3 separate regions of the Zea mays genome follow, and all the other regions are linked to region 2. A link is a contact called in public Hi-C data. All regions are on one chromosome and are shown on one strand. The core of a region is the stretch at or near the end of the contact, and the rest is flanking DNA. Distances in the headings are between cores, read along the strand shown. Region 1 holds the start of LOC103652347 (GRAS family protein RAD1). Region 2 holds the start of LOC103650874 (structural maintenance of chromosomes protein 2-1). Region 3 holds the start of LOC100274306 (putative carboxylesterase 11).

Evidence for each region. A called contact is a pair of places that touch in the nucleus more often than the background predicts.
Region 1: a Hi-C map of leaf shows a contact between it and region 2, with 2.5 times the contacts expected there. The contact joins the promoter of LOC103652347 here to the promoter of LOC103650874 in region 2. A contact is called at or near these places in 2 of 25 Hi-C or Micro-C datasets (both in leaf).
Region 3: a contact with region 2 is called in a Hi-C map of leaf, with 2.2 times the contacts expected there. The contact joins the promoter of LOC100274306 here to the promoter of LOC103650874 in region 2. A contact is called at or near these places in 2 of 25 Hi-C or Micro-C datasets (both in leaf).

What each region holds. Positions count from the first base shown.
Region 1 is chr3:170,815,950-170,818,979 of Zm-B73-REFERENCE-NAM-5.0, reverse strand. LOC103652347 (GRAS family protein RAD1) reads left to right here and starts at 1,443. Exons shown (of 1, transcript XM_008677953.3): 1 at 1,443-3,030. The coding sequence starts at 1,607.
Region 2 is chr3:170,670,673-170,673,821 of Zm-B73-REFERENCE-NAM-5.0, reverse strand. It overlaps LOC103650874 (structural maintenance of chromosomes protein 2-1), which reads right to left and starts at 1,668. Exons shown (of 20, transcript XM_008676465.3): 1 at 1,058-1,668. The coding sequence starts at 1,588.
Region 3 is chr3:170,913,441-170,916,788 of Zm-B73-REFERENCE-NAM-5.0, reverse strand. It overlaps LOC100274306 (putative carboxylesterase 11), which reads right to left and starts at 1,287. Exons shown (of 2, transcript NM_001148669.1): 1 at 452-1,287. The coding sequence starts at 1,167.

The DNA of each region.
Region 1 (3,030 bases), core at 194-2,693, 150 kb before region 2:
TTTTGAATGGATAACTAGATCTAAGGCCTGTTCCAATCTCGCGAGATAAACTTTAGCAGCTTATTTTTAGCTACTTTTAGCCATTTATAATCTAAACATGAGAGCTAATGGTGATAATTTAAGCTAAACTTTAGCACTTCAATTCATATAGCTAAAGTTTAGCAGGAAGCTAAAGTTTAGCCCGTGAGATTGAAACGGGGCCCTAGCTTGTCCCAGAGAGGGGGTATATATCGTGTGAGACGAGAGGGTGAGATGGTGAGAATCCAACGTGTTTCACGGCGGCAACTATCACAGGCTCTCCCGCGCACGTACGCATCGTGCCCAGCTGCTCGGCACATGGAACGACTGGAGCCCCCCCCCAACACTGCATATCATAGCTGACGGAAATGCTAGGTCACCTGCTGTCAATAAACGGCCGCCAGCTCCTGCGCGCCCGCATCGTCGATGATCGCACGTCTTCCAGCTTCTTCTTCTTCTTCCCGGCGTCCTCGGTGTGGTCGGCCGCGATCGGTGGAGACGAGCCAAGATGGCGTCGCTGCTGACGTTTTTTGTCGAGGGGTCCAATATAGTTTTGGCCACACTAGTATTTTTCTGCGACGATGAAGCGAGCGAGCTAGGCGAAGCAAATTAAACCAATTGCACGTGTTTGGTGGCCACTGCATCTGCATCCGCCCGCCCTCGGTGTGCGAACGAAACAATCTTGCGGACGTACGTCTCTGATTATATACGTGCAGCTGGACACCAACATTTTTTCGAGGCGACGAGGTCGACCTTCCCATGCGTGCCAGTAGTATATCGATCACCCGGCGGCCGTTTCTTCCAGGAAAGAAAATAGTGACGATCGAACGTCAGCACTGGTCGTCGTACGGACCCAAGTATTATGTGAGCTAGCGGCAAGAACTTCGATCCTAACGATGCGACTAATTCATGTGTCCCCCCCCCCCCCCCCCCCCCCCCCTGTAACCTTCGCTAGCACTGCGCTCCGCTTAGTAGTGCTACTAATTGTAATAGGATTCCACGAATAATTTACACACACTACTGCTGCCGCAACGCAAACCAACAGCTAGCAGCTTCAGCTTCGTTCGAGCCATCTGTTTTACAGCTTTCTCTGCGCCCAACCGGAAGCGGGCTAAAAACGCCTCGCCTTGCTACACATTCCGTGCCACGGACGCGATCCTCCTTACGTAACTATCTCGTGGTATCCATCGCCGCAACAATCTGGACAGTGATAATTTAGATAACTATTTTTTTTTACACTTGGATCTGTGTGCGCGATTTTGTTATTCCATCCAAACTAACTTAGACGCCGCCAGATGATTATGCATTTTTTTGCGCCATGTTTCAGAATAAAATTTTCTTTGCAGAGATCGAATACCAAGTCTTTCAGCACTTTAAAAAAAATGAAAGGAGACAGGCAAACCTTAGTTGTGTTACATATATGTAGTAGCTTTTCTAGCTGTTTAGTAGCAGAAAACAAATAGAAGAATACAGAGAGAGAGAAACCAACTAGTACCCACTATAAATACATGCTGGTTGGTGCAACCCATTTGCCTTCACAAACAAGGCCATAAGCCTAATAACTGAACAAAAGGTCTAAGCCTAACTGATGCCGCCAAGGAGTAAACAAGAACTAGCACACATGGGCACATCTGAGCAACCATGCACGAGCACGCCCAACTCGTTCACCACCACCTCCTCCTCCTATGTCACCTCCCAGCAGATTCATCATCTGCCACAGCACGACTCCGTGGTCTGCACCGAACCGGGGCTGGGCTTCCCCTACTACTATGTCACTGACCGTCAGCAGGACGCAGCGTTCGACGGCGACGAGGTAGAGCTCGGCTTCCAGGCTTCCAAGGCCACCAGGGTCGACTACTACAGCTCGCCTTACCAGCTGTCATGGCCGCTGGCTCGCGCCGCGGCCGCCGAGTCGTCGCGCGTCAGGAAGAAGAGGTTCTGGGACGTTCTCGAGAGCTGCAAGCAGAAGGTCGAGGCCATGGAGGCCATGGAGTCGCCGCTGGTGGCGTTCCAGGAAGCCGAGGACGGGGGCGCCGTAGTAGGGGATGGCGGCGGCGGCGGCGGCGGCCGAGGGAGCGGGGGCGGCGCGGACGGGATGCGGCTCGTGCAGCTGCTGGTCGCGTGCGCCGAGGCCGTGGCGTGCCGCGACCGCGCGCAGGCCGCGGCGCTGCTGCGGGAGCTCCAGGCCGGCGCGCCCGTGCACGGCACGGCGTTCCAGCGCGTCGCGTCCTGCTTCGTGCAGGGCCTGGCGGACCGCCTGGCGCTGGCTCACCCGCCGGCGCTGGGCCCGGCCAGCATGGCGTTCTGCATCCCGCCGTCGTGCGCGGGCCGCGACGGCGGCGCGCGCGCCGAGGCGCTCGCGCTGGCCTACGACCTGTGCCCGTACCTGCGCTTCGCGCACTTCGTGGCCAACGCCTCCATCCTGGAGGCCTTCGAGGGGGAGACCAACGTCCACGTGCTGGACCTGGGCATGACGCTGGGCCTGGACCGCGCCCACCAGTGGCGCGCCCTCCTCGACGGCCTCGCCGCCCGCGCGGGCGCCGCCGCCAGGCCGGCGCGCGTGCGCGTCACCGCCGTCGGCGCCCCTGCGGACGCCATGAGAGCCGTCGGCCGGGAGCTCCTGGCGTACGCGGAGGGGCTCGGGATGTGCCTCGAGTTCAGGGCGGTCGACCGCAGCCTCGAGAGCCTGCACATCGACGACCTCGGGATCGCCGCTGACGAGGCCGTGGCCATCAACAGCGTCCTGGAGCTGCACTGCGTGGTGAAGGAGAGCCGCGGGGCGCTCAACTCCGTGCTCCAGACCATCCGCAAGTTGTCGCCCAAGGCGTTCGTCCTCGTCGAGCAGGACGCCGGCCACAACGGGCCCTTCTTCCTGGGCCGGTTCATGGAGGCGCTCCACTACTACGCGGCCGTGTTCGACGCGCTGGACGCGGCGCTCCCGCGCTACGACGCGCGCCGCGCGCGCGTGGAGCAGTTCCACTTTGGCGCGGAGATCCGGAACGTGGTCGGCTG
Region 2 (3,149 bases), core at 419-2,918:
ATAACAAAAGTGGTGTGTCTAGAAAAGCCAAAACATCTTATATTTACAATGAATTGTTTGACTAAAAAAATGTGTCCGCTAGATTGAGCATCAACAAAATATGAACAAATCCAGTACCATTATAAGCAACTTTGTAGTTCCTGATTACTCTTAAGAAAAAATAATCAGTTGTTAGAACACCCATTAACAGAACTCCAGTTTCATATACATCAACTAAATGTTTGACTTAAAATGAGTCAGGTACACACAGATTAGCAAAAAAAAACAGTGTATATTTGACTAAAAATCCTCTAGGCACATTTCACATCAACATTCATAGCAATTTGCAATCCCTGATTAAAAGTAGGTCATCTAGTACAGATTTTAAAAGAACCCCAGATTCATACACATCAACTAGGTGTTTGACTGAAAAACTGAAAAACAACAAGCTAGACACAGATTTAATTCAGCACGCATAGCAGATTAGTAATTACAGACTTCCATGAACACATCCAGTTGAGCACTTGGAACAACATATTTAACAGACACTAAACCTCAGTTAGCTACAGTTTTTAGCAACGAGACAAAAGGTACTTCATATCAAAATTCAAACTCAGAATCGCCATCTCCAACGCTTCAGTGTACAAAAAATACAAAACGATTCCAGTTCACAAAAACCAAAAAACATACAAACAATTGAACCCTGGCATCAAGAAATTCAAGTATTCAACAACTTAGACGTGAAGGATGAAATCACACAACCTCCTCAAAATTCCAGCTCCAGACATCGCAAGTCACCATCTCCTTTTACCTGAAACCACCTCATGCAGCAGCTCCTCTTCGGAGTTCGCAGGGCAGCATCTTAATCCAACTTGACACATCAGCGCCGAAATTGAGGATATGCAAATCAAAATCGTGGCGCAAACCCCAAATCACCTACCCCCCCCCCCCCCCCCCCCCCCCCACACACACACACACACACACACACACGCACACAAAAGGAACTCAAACATGCAGTAGCAAGGGTACGCTTCAGAAGGCCGCTTGAAGTAATGAAGACGGCGAAGGGATGTGTAACCTGGCGCGTGACAGTGATCTCCGGGGAGTCCTCGTAGCCGAGCGGGGAGCGGGAGCGGTCGGAATTGTCGAAGACGATGGACACGGTAGCCTTGGTGACCCCGGCCTGGCCTTGCTTGTAGACGAGCTCCTGGAGCGAGGCAGCGCGTACCTGACGGAGATCTGTGATGCCGAGCACGAAGCAGATGGAGTCGAGGATGTTGGACTTGCCGGAACCGTTGAGCCCGGTGATGGCGTTGAACAGCGGGTCGAACCCCGGCACCACAGTCCGTCCCGCGTACGACTTGAACCCCTCGAGAGTTACCTCCTTGATGTGCATCTCGCCGGCCGCCGGCGAGGCGTCGCCAGTCGGTGATGGTACTAGGGTTCGAGGGGCTCGGGCGGGAAACTTTTGGAGGCGTTGGGGTTTTCGCCCTTTCGGGGGTTGAGGAATTCGAAATGTTTCGAAGTGGAAGCGATGGAGGGGAGCGTCACTTGTCACCCGGCCGTGTGTGGAGAGCAGCCGAGTGGCCGAGATCGAGGCATCGAGCATCGAGCGATGACGAATTGACGAGCTATTCTCGTGTCCCTCTGACCGGAGCCTAGTAGCTATTCGTCCGATTATTTAGTCGTGCTTTCTGGTCTTAAGTCATGGTATGTATTGACTTTATTTAAGTCTTTATTTGGTTGTTTATATATTTGAATCGTGAATTGTACGAGTATATACAAAATAATTCATTTTTTGCGTGATTGGTTAATCGTACTTTCTCATCTTGCGCCATTGCGTGCATTGACTTTATTTAGGTTTTTATTTGGTTGTCTCTATATTTGAAGCGTGGGTTGCACGAATGAATACAAAAAAAAAATCATTTTGAGGTTATTTGACTGCATCTGCTCATATGTCAAAAACTTCCATTTCTAGCTGACCTAGATGGCACAAGCCTGGCCTGTGATGCTCAGGCAACCAATCAGGTAGTATTTGACTGATTTCAACATATTTTCTAAAAATTATTCATTTGTATTGTTTTGTACTGTAAATTACATTGTTTGTATATTGTAGTTTAAATATAAATATGAAAATAAGTAAGATGCTGGAGATACCCTTTGCTCCTACGAGCCACCCTCCCGCTCCCCCTTTCACCGTGGACTTTACAAAAGGGACACGCCTACGTCAAACAGCGCCCTCGTCGTCGCCCCCTGGAGAAGTCAAGAGGGTGTGTCAACCATTTTCCCCTTAGAGAGGGGGAGCTCTAATCTCCCTCTCTCCACTAATTGATTGTATTTAGTGTAAAATTAACATTTTTTAGTTTTATTACCATATAACAATGTGTATTATGGTACTAGAAATACGGTAGTATTTTTTGAAACTCCAAAAACTGAAGTGTAAAGGTAAAATAGCCCAGTTAAATGATAAAAGGGGAACTGAATAGGGGAAATGGTTGGAGATGAGGATAAAATAGCCCAGTTAAATAGTTGAGGGGAGGTATTTAAATAAAAATAGAAAGTATGAATGGGGGATTTGGGAAGGGGAATGGTTGGAGATAACCTAGATGTGATCAATCTAGTCGATTTTTAGAGTATGGTCTAGAATATTGTAAGTATCGTCCGAATCTTACTCTACACCTACCCACAAATAACCAAACACACATCTCACACACCTAAAGTCTGACTCAGACAACGCAAAAACCAGGCAACCAAACACATCCTTAGATGTCCAAACATGTCGTTTGGCTTGGTTTGGTATGCCTAGCACAACAAAAAAACGCCAGGCTAAATATAGTATATAGATTAGTTACATGATCATGTTGTGTGTCCTCGAGGAGCATCCTTGTACAGCTCATTATTGTCCGCCTTACCTTTCCTTGTATTTCCAAGAGATAGGCAATCGAACAGAAGCGGCTCGAAGTTGTCCGTATGGTACATGTTTATGGTCATCCTTTGACAGGGTAAAAGGCATGCAACAAGTGTTTAGAGTAAAAAATGCACCATCCCTTCCTTTAATTGCATGCTTCTCTCGAGCTATTGTGTTCTATCAAGAGTGTACGCCTAGACAACTGGTCCTAACGTGCTTGGGGTCACGTTCGACCTAGCCGATAATTCGGGTTGTGGGAATA
Region 3 (3,348 bases), core at 38-2,537, 240 kb before region 2:
TGCCAGCGTTAAGTTGAAACAAAAGAGTCATGGTTAAGGTTAACTGATGTTTGCATAGTTTGGAGAAGCCTCTTATTGATAGCATAACCACATATGACATGTTGACCAAGCTTAACTATCAAGTGTTAGACGTTTAAATCATCTGAAGGGAACAAAAGCATGTTTGTTGAACAGGTGAACAACCGTTTTTGCCCACTAACCATTTTACGTGCAACTTCAAGCAATGCAATAAAAGATTCTTACACAAATTCTTGGATTCCAGAACTTATTGTCATTTTGGCATTGCAGATTCATGATCCCTACCATTGCCTCATCAATTAGTAAAGTTTAGCACACATTTATGCAGCTATAAATTGGAGGTTCAGTAACATTTACCCTATCAATTAGTAAAGTTTAGCGCACAATCACACATCTATGCAGCTACATAAACAGGAGGATCAGTAACATTTACCTAGCTGGATCACCATGTGCAGCAATCCACGGCTCAACAGTGGATGCACCGAAGGTGTCAACACCACCCCCGACCTTGGTCATCATGGCGAGATTGGCCTGCTTGGCGATCCACTTGAGCACCTTGACCCCGTCATCGAACGCGGCAGGGTATCGGCTCTCTGGCGCAAGCCTGTACCCCACGGCGACGACAATGGCATCGCAGAGCTTGGCGACCCTCCTGCAGAAGGCGTCGTTGGCCGCGGCAGTGTTGCTCCCGGTGACGAAGCCGCCGCCGTGGAACTGCACGACGATGGGCAGCCTCCGGCGCGCCGACGCGGCGGCGCGCGGCGAGGAGACGGCGTGCGGGAGGTACCCTCGGTACGGCGCGCCGTTGGCGGGCGCGGGCGCGGGGGTCGTCGGGGTGGGGTCGCTGGCGCGGCGCGGGTGCGCGTGCGCGAGGAGGTGGGCGTGCGGGGAAGGCGGCGGGGGCGTGGGGAGGAAGATGCGGACGGAGAGCGATGAGTTGGGGTCGATGTGGAGGTCCTTGGAGGCGACGCCGTCGGCGGCAGCGGAGAAGGCCGGGTTGGGCGGCGCGGTGGCCTCGTCGGGGCGGCAGGAGACGCCGAAGGCCGCGTTGTCGGGGTCCCCCGCGGCGGCGGCGGCCAGCGACTGGAGGCGGTGGCGGAGGAAGAGCTTGAAGAAGACGCTGTAGATCTTCACGCCGACGCTCGGCATGGCTCGCCCTCAGCCGGATCCGCGCATCACACGGGACGGAACACTGGGGCGGGATCTCGGGCGGCGGCGGCGGGTTGCCGTGCGGCCGTGCGGGTGGGATAGGATCGGATTGGGTCGGTGACGCAAGAAGTGGGACGAGGGGAGTGGTTGGTTGGGGGGAGGGAAAAGCGAGGCGGGCGGAGCGAAATGGTGGTTGGCAGGGTGGTCGCCCGGATGACGACGGCGGCAGCGTAAGGTGCTACTCGACGGATACGGGGGAGGGGGAGGAGGATAGAGGCTGTCTGGCGAGGCAAGCAAGGAACTAACGAACAATCGAGAGGAAACAGGGGTGGGTGACAGAGGAGGAAGAGGTGGAAGGAAGGAAAAGATGGGAAGGCTGGTGCTTGTGTGGTGCGTTGGCTTTCGAGTTTGGACGAGTGTCCCTCCCAACGTGACGGACTGACGGTGCCGCCTCGCCTCGACTGGATTCAATTCAAACCCCGCTCCGCCTCCGCTCCCTGTCTGCGTCTAGTTTTCAGCTTTTCACTGCCCTGCCGCAGTGCCGCTGCCCTCTCATGCAGTTGTCCGTGATTTAATACGGTTTTTATATATTATATAAATAAGTACTAGTCGATTGTCTGTATGTTACGACGACTCACAACAATCTCAAGATTTTTTATTGATTGTCTCTGCTCTCTGCATAATTTTTTTATTTGACTAAGCGAGTTGACATCGTGGTAAAGGAAAGCTCATATAAACAGTAAAACAGGCGATGCCGAGCCATCAAATAAGTACCATATACAATAAATCAGGGACCACATCCCTTGCCTCCCCCACTTCTAAGGTTTCATAGACCAGGAAAGAAAGGGAAGAGACAGTCATACATGTTTGTTGCCGGAGAAGGACACGACGAAGACATAGACATCTGGAGGAGACATACCTAGTATACCGCTAGATACATAAAGGGAGAGAGCACGCAAGCGGAGAAAGAAGCTCAGCCAGAGCAGCTCCAAATCGAGAGGCACCCGCACCAGGCGTCAGTCCGAAAAGGGCGAGAAAATGCGAGTGCCTTCTAGCCCTGGACCCGCCGAGGCGACACAACACCACCACCAACTCCATAGCATATGTCGACTGCTGCCGCGCTACAGGCTTTGGTTGTCCAATATCTCAGATCTGGACTCGTTATCGTCAAGATAACCTAAGTGTGGTAGGCACCATCGTGTTCTCCTCGGCGACACGCACGAAGAAAAGCCAGGAACAAGATCGACTCGCCCGTACCCGCGTCGACGAGTGTCGGTCGGCTCGCGGCTGCGACTGTGGGCAGGGGCAGCAGGTTGGGGAGGAAGAACATGGCGAAGGCCGGGAAGACGAATGGGACGTCCGACGACGGCGAAAACGATGGTGCGTGCGTGCTGTGAAACACCCTCGTGGACGTGCGATAGCCACTGCGCGGGCCAGTGTCGAGCTGGTGTCGGACGAATATGGGGAGGTGGCGCCTGCTTCCACGCCCTCTACCGAGAATGCATGGTACGGAGGCGGATGCCTGAGGGGAGAGAGAAAAGAAGTAGGATGACGAACGAGATGGCGACAATTGAGACGAGGACCATCATTATCGTGCGGAGGTATAGATGGCCAAATGAGTCGTGTCTGATAGGCTGGTCCAGAGCACGACCTATTTAATAGTGTCTGGGCCAGCCCGACACGATCGTTGTGTCGTGTTTAGGCCGTAGCCTCAGCCCGTAGTGCTGATCCGGCCCGACACGATTATATATTTTTTATTTTACAAAATTTGTATATATATATATAATTTATATTCAATATTAAAAATAATTGACCATGATGTTCTACTGGTTAGACGACTTCACTTAGTGTCTCCTGCCCTTCTTCCATTAGGGCTTAAGTTCGAACATCGTCTCTTGTACTATTTTTTTAAATATTTTATGCTAATTTAACCACCCGAATGGCTAACGGACCGGACTATTTTTTTAAAAAATATTTTATGCTAATTTAACCACCCGAATGACTAACGGACCGGACGTGGAGGTTGCGTGCATAAAGGGATGTAGGGTTAATTTGAGATACATGTGAGGATTATTTGTAAAATTATGACGCAGGACGACCATTGAAACTGGTGCTTTAAGTATAGTAGAGATTGAGATATTTATTAAGTATAATTATTGTTTATTTCTAAAAACTAAGTTA